2 separate regions of the Mus musculus genome follow, and region 1 is linked to region 2. Evidence: chromatin contacts called from public promoter capture Hi-C data. All regions are on one chromosome and are shown on one strand. Each heading gives the region's core, a stretch centred on a gene start, on an enhancer-like site or on the middle of the called end of the contact. The rest is flanking DNA. Distances are from core to core; before and after follow the strand shown.

Region 1 (3,331 bases), core at 350-2,849, 270 kb after region 2:
TGGGTGACGTGGAACACCGTCTTTATAATACATTTATTTATATGCTAACTGAATCGATTCCTTTTCTCTTCTATCCAGCACAGTTCACCTTGTTGTTTTCATGATGGAAGCTTTACAATGGATTGATATGTGTTCCCCTTGGTTTTGTTAGTATTACTGTCTTCCTGTCTGCCCTTGAGTATTTATACTTTAAGAAACCCTGTCTATTCTATAAGAGTTTGGTTGGTATTTTTTTGATCATGCTAATTTTATAAATTAGTTCAAGAAGCCTAACATTTATTTATTTACTTATTTATTTGGAGGCAAGGTGTCACTGTGCAGCCCGGGCTGGCCTGGAACTTCCTGTGGAGACAATCCTCAGTGCTGGGAATAAAGGTGCTCGGCAACACACCCAGGCTGGAGTCTAACAGCTTCGTGCTGATGATGAATTTTGTTACCTCAGAACACAGTCCCCAAGAATACATTTCCTGTTTAAAAAGCAAGTCAGATTCGAGGCCAGCCTGGTCTACAGAGGGAGTTCCAGGGCTACACAGAGAAACCCTGTCTCAGAAAAAAAAAAAAAAAAAGCAAGTCGGGGCATAACATTCATCAACAAGACACTTAATGCTGAACAGAAGTCAGATGTTTCATTGACAAGTGCAGAAAAGAGAATTCTAGATTTTTATGTGATGTGTAAATAAATAAAATCACACATGTCACAGATGTATTTCCATCAAAGTTAAAATATAAACATCAGGTCACCAGGTCTTTTATTTGTGACATTAATTTTGGTAAGGTTTGCTATGGTTTTATTTTATAGTTATACTTTTGGTTTGTTTTGTAAACTGACTTCTTTGCACTGAAATAGCTCATTTTGAAAAGACATAATTGACATTATAGAGTTCCTAGGGCTTGGTCACGACCCCTGGGTATCACAACAGGCCTATGGAGACCTCACAATTGTTAATATAACCCAGCTGGCCTTGTTGGCCTTTCTTACTTGACACAAGCTGGAGTTATCTTGGAAGGGAGACGCTCAACTGAGAATACATACATCTGTTGGTGAGACTGTAGTGCAGTTTTATGATCAATGATTGATTGGGCGGGGGGAGTAGCCCATAGCAGGTGGAGGAGGCCACCCCTTGGTAGGTGGTCCTGAGTTGTATAAGAAAGCGGGCTCAGCAAGTCGTGAGGAACAAGCCAGTAAGCAGCACCCCTCCATGGCCTCTGTTTCAGCTCCTGCCTCAGTCAGTGTTTCTGCCCTGAGTTCCTGTTGCCCTCCCTCTGCGATGGACTGTGGCCTGGAAGCGGGAGATAAAATAAACCCCTTTGTCTCCAAGTTGCTGTTGGTCATGATGTTTTATTACAGCAACTCCAGCCGGCAAAATACGCAGACGAATCCAGCTAGAGGCTCTGTCTGCCGCCCCTAGCAGACCACAGCTGGAGAAAAATCACCTCAGCCGTCCTATTAAGTCTCCCTGCTCGGCCTACCCTCTCACTTCCTCAGAGTACTTGAAAATGGATGGTTCACTTTTCGAACTTCCCCTCTCACTGATTCTGTTCTGAGTAGGCGGCCCACCTCCCTCTTCAGAGAGGAAGAGAAAGCCGTAGTGTGGGAATCCCCTCAACTTCCCTTTAAGAGCCGTAGACAACAGCACAGAGATTTTCACTTACCCTCAGTCAACCACTGCAAAGTGTCTTCCCTGGGTCATCTGAGTCCCGCCCCCTCTCCTGCTTTAGGGTCTTTGCAGCTTCCTTCCCCCATTCCATTCTCGACTGAGCCCTAGGCACTCAGGGCTAGTCTCTCTTTTCTACCTTTGACCTCCCCCCTTTCACATTCCACACATTGCTGTGGCAGTAAGAGCATTTTGTGACACAAATCCCAAGATCTGTGAAAAAAAAAAATTGCAAAGCTTGTCAGCTCAAAACTGACAGCAAAGGCAGACAGAGACAAGGATGCCGCTCAGTGTGGAGTGCTTGCTTAGTATGCAAGGCCCCAGGTTCCATCCTTACCACCAGAAACGCAATCTCAACCACGAGCCATAGCAAAACCACACACCAGCAATGGTCAGATATGCTTTTTTCCTTTCCTCAGAGCTTCGTCTCTCAAGTCACAGGTCTATGGTGCACAGATCTTTGTATTGCAAAATGGAGACCACTTATCTGGATACACAGATGCCCTGACACTGAGACGAAGCTGTGACACAAGCTGTGAATGGGTGGTTCAAGGCCAGCCAGGACTAAGTAGTGAGAGCTTGTCTCAAACAAACAGCTAATGGATACAAAAGTCTTATATCTCAGCACATGTTTAAAGTTTCTCATTGTTGTTTTTGCAATGTAATTATGGGATTGCTTGCACAGGCTTGCTCAACTAAATAAGAAAATAGACGTGACTAAAATGCAGATAATTACGCAGGAATTCAACAGTCTGTGACTACACGTTGGACAGCTTTGGAGCTGTCAATCATTCAGCATTGGGGATACAGAGGAAGATGGGTAGGCTCTTCTCTCAGGGATCTGTCCTAGGAAGGCAGCGTGTAAGCTTCAGAACTGACTGACATCTTAGCTATGGACATATGGCAAGGCTGGCTCTAAGGTGTTTGACCAGGGCAACTGGATGACAGAAGCTACCACTGACAAAATGAGGAGATAGAGCAAGGAGCAGGTTTGCAGTGAGAAGAGATTGCCAAGAGGTTAATTGTTGACACTGGGAGGAATCCTGGGGCTGGAGAGACAGCTCAGCAAGGTCTGGCTGTTCTTGCAAAGGACTGCAGTTCCATCCCTAGCACCCTGTCAGACGGATCATACCTTCTGGTAACTCCAACTCCAGGGGTTCTGGCTCCCTCTTCTGGCCTCCTTGGGTACCTGCACGCATGTGACACAAAAGCCACGTATTTTAGAGCATGTGAGCAAGCTTGATGGACAGAGAGTGATGCCTCTCGCATCAGGCACTGGCTAGGACGGTCCAGCAGTCCAGCCGTGAGAAGACATATACCTGCTGGGGTAGAAATGAGAAGTTGAAAATTCAAACAGACAAAATTTAGTGGCCAATTGACTGTAGGAACGAGTGTACGGAGATGGGAAAACAATTCACTAGCATTTGCGCTGACGTAAGAGGAAAAATGTAATATTCTTGGCATGACAGCGAAGGCGTGATGCAAAGCTGCCTCTGGGGAGATGCTGTTGATCACGACCGTGATCTTTTGCAGGGTAGGTATCCTGTAGCCTTGTGATCTCAGGGTAGAAAGCAGTGTTTGCTAAATGGTTTGGGAATGATGCATGCGCAAACAAATTAGTGGTTAACGAACATTCAGATGGGCGGGTTTGTCAAGTAGGAGCTTAATGGCAGAGC
Region 2 (2,983 bases), core at 41-2,540:
TCTACAAAGTGAGTTCTAGTACAGCCAGGGCTTCAGAGAACCCTGTCTCAAAAAACAAGAAAAGAAAGGAAAAGAAAGGAAAAGAAAGGAAAAGGAAAAGAAAGGAAAAGGAAAAGAAGGGAAAAGGAAAAGAAGGGAAAAGGAAAAGAAGGGAAAAGGAAAAGAAGGGAAAAGGAAAAGAAGGGAAAAGGAAAAGAAGGGAAAAGGAAAAGAAGGGAAAAGGAAAAGAAGGGAAAAGGAAAAGAAGGGAAAAGGAAAAGAAGGGAAAAGGAAAAGAAGGGGAAAGGAAAAGAAGGGGAAAGGAAAAGAAGGGGAAAGGAAAAGGAAAAGAAAGGAAAAGGAAAAGAAGGGAAAAGGAAAAGAAGGGAAAAGGAAAAGAAGGGAAAAGGAAAAGAAGGGAAAAGGAAAAGAAGGGAAAAGGAAAAGAAGGGAAAAGGAAAAGAAGGGAAAAGGAAAAGAAGGGAAAAGGGAAAAGGAAAGGAAAGGAAAGGAAAGGAAAGGAAAGGAAAGGAAAGGAAAGGAAAGGAAAGGAAAGGAAAGGAAAGGAAAGGAAAGGAAAGGAAAGGGAGAAAAGAAAAGAAAAGAAAAGAAAAGAAAAGAAAAGAAAAGAAAAGAAAAGAAAAGAAAAGAAAAGAAAAGAAAAGAAAAGAAAAGAAAAGAAAAAGAAAGGAAAGGAAAGGAAAGGAAAGGAAAGGAAAGGAAAGGAAAGGAAAGGAAAGGAAAGGAAAGGAAAGGAAAGGAAAGGAAAGGGAGAAAAGAAAAGAAAAGAAAAGAAAAGAAAAGAAAAGAAAAGAAAAGAAAAGAAAAGAAAAGAAAAGAAAAGAAAAGAAAAGAAAAGAAAAGAAAAGAAAAGAAAAGAAAAGAAAAGAAAAGAAAAGAAAAGAAAAGAAAAGAAAAGAAAAGAAAAGAAAAGAAAAGAGAAAAGAAATTGAAGTGCTTTCATACCTCAAGTGAGGAAAAACCAAGACACAGTCACAATATGAACAAAGCAAAATCAAAACTCCAGTAGTATAAATAATTCAGTGTCTAATATCTGAGAGTTACTCACAATCTGGGCCCTTCCAACAGGCTTGGGACCCTCTTCTGGCTCTGCTCTCTGCAACACAGCTTGTCTTCTAGTGGCCGAGACTGCCGTTCTTGGAGGTCATCCCAGGCGTGGTACTGGAATCTCCGAAATGCTGGAATCTTCTGCTAAAGCTAGGCGACACTTTCACTCACAGCCTCTCACAGCCTCTCTTCGTGGTGCCAAGCCTCAACTTCTCTGCATGACCTCTTGAATCCCGGAGCTCCTATTGCCTCTTTGGCTCTGCCTTCCTTTATGGCCTCTCCCAGTAGCAAACCTCAGCTGTTCTCCGTGACCCCTTCCTGCCTTCTAAACCAGTACCACCTGGGTGACTTCAACTACCAAGTTCAGCTGCTATCACAAGGCTGCACAAACTTGGCCACTTCTGGACCGCAGCTTCTGTGTGCTGGCCCTAAGGAAATGCTTCCCAGAAGATTTCACCTCAATGATGTTGTTGGTCTCTTCTTAACCATAGCTGATTCTTCAGCCCTAGCTGACCAGCACCTATTGTCCCAGCAAAGCAAACATTTTACTTTAGTGGTTCTGGTCTCTTATTAATCACAGCTGATTCTTCAGTTCCAGCTGACCAAATACCACAGATTCTTCATGCAAGTGCCCTGGTAGAGTCTCTGAAGGGTTCCAAGCCAGGCCTCCATCTTCTGCACGGCTCTCTCAGCATTCTGGTTTTGAAAGCTGCCACAGAACAGCTCAGTGAGCTCTTAACAATCAATAACTTTTCTAGCCCAAAGTTCTTCCACAATCCTCCCCCCAAAGTGTGGTCAGTTCTGTCACAGCAATACCCACTATCCCGGTACCAACTTGTCTCAGCGAGGATGCGTATTGCCGTAAAACACCTTGGCCAAAGAGTTGGGGAGGAAAGACTTTATGTGGCTTCTGCTTCCACATCACTGTTCATCACCAAACGGAGTCAGGACAGAAACTCAAAGCAGGGCAGGAACCTGGAGGCAGGGCTGGTGCTCTTCAATGAGGAATTAAGAAAATGCCTTACAGGTAGGCCTGAAGCCTAAACTTATGGAACTGTGTTCTCTAAGGACCCTAGGTTCTATGAAGCAGACATAAAACTAGCCAGGACACTGACGCAAAATGAAGTGACCGAAGGGCACAGACTTGTTCCTGGAGTCTCACTGAGCCCAAGGAATCCTGAACGCAGACCACCATTCCCTTCCTTTCTCCACACAAAACACCGGAAGCTGTGGAACGGGGTATGACGTTCTCTCAAATCAGAAAACTCATGTGTGAGGTCACAGGCAGCAGATACACAAGTCTTTCCTTGAGTCTATCCCTTCAGCAACATTTGCTTCCATTCTCACCATGAACACCAGCTAAAAGGACCAAAGATGGCCAACATGCACATTCGAGGAAACTAAGTGTGCTTTTTGCCTTGAAATTGCTAGGCCAACAGGCAATAAAATCACCTCAGAATGAAGTATGACCTCAAAATGTGGAACGTTAGAAAACTGGAAGGTACTGGTTAGGAAAGGGTTAACAAGGAAAGCAACCCTGCTTCTATAAAGTCCACGGTGCCCACAGAGTGTCTAGGTTTTCGGTATCATTGCCAGCAGTATTTACATACACGGCTTCTTCACGTGTCGAGCATGACACGGCCTCTCCTTCTGAACACAGTGGCTGGACACAGCCTTCCTGGACGGTCTGGTGAAGAGTTGTTTATTTTAGGCATTATTGATACCTAGTTTGAAAGCGCTTACCAATAGGTTTCTGTATGAGGCGGCGTTCCATTTCTATAGTAAAATACCTGAAGCAAATAACTTATAAAAGTAAAAGGTTTAGTCTATCATATATAGGGACTAGATTTAAATTACATATATGTATATATGTGTGTGTATGTATATATATGTGTGTGTATATATATGAATATAAGCAAGGTGTATATGATATATA

What was found. Promoter capture Hi-C pulls out the DNA fragments that hold promoters and counts their contacts.
Region 1: a contact with region 2 is called in a promoter capture Hi-C map of the HPC-7 cell line, with 6 times the contacts expected there. The contact joins the enhancer-like site here to the promoter of E330021D16Rik in region 2. A contact is called at or near these places in 5 of 39 promoter capture datasets (the HPC-7 cell line, embryonic stem cells, liver and 2 more), 3 of 484 Hi-C or Micro-C datasets (embryonic stem cells and pre-B cells), 2 of 115 datasets of contacts at active chromatin or transcription factors (both in embryonic stem cells) and 2 of 9 other capture datasets (adipose tissue and liver).

Annotation. Positions count from the first base shown.
Region 1 is chr6:136,688,687-136,692,017 of GRCm38.p6, forward strand. No RefSeq gene overlaps it. Among named protein-coding and RNA genes, the nearest start is that of Plbd1, 28 kb to the left of the region's middle. Within about 2 kb of position 1,600, at least 123 of the 459 cell types and tissues checked have an H3K27ac peak or open chromatin away from gene starts, as enhancers often do. A contact at or near this core is called in the HPC-7 cell line and adipose tissue, where this site is marked.
Region 2 is chr6:136,414,279-136,417,261 of GRCm38.p6, forward strand. It overlaps E330021D16Rik (RIKEN cDNA E330021D16 gene), which reads right to left and starts at 1,291. Exons shown (of 2, transcript NM_001201390.1): 1 at 1,049-1,291.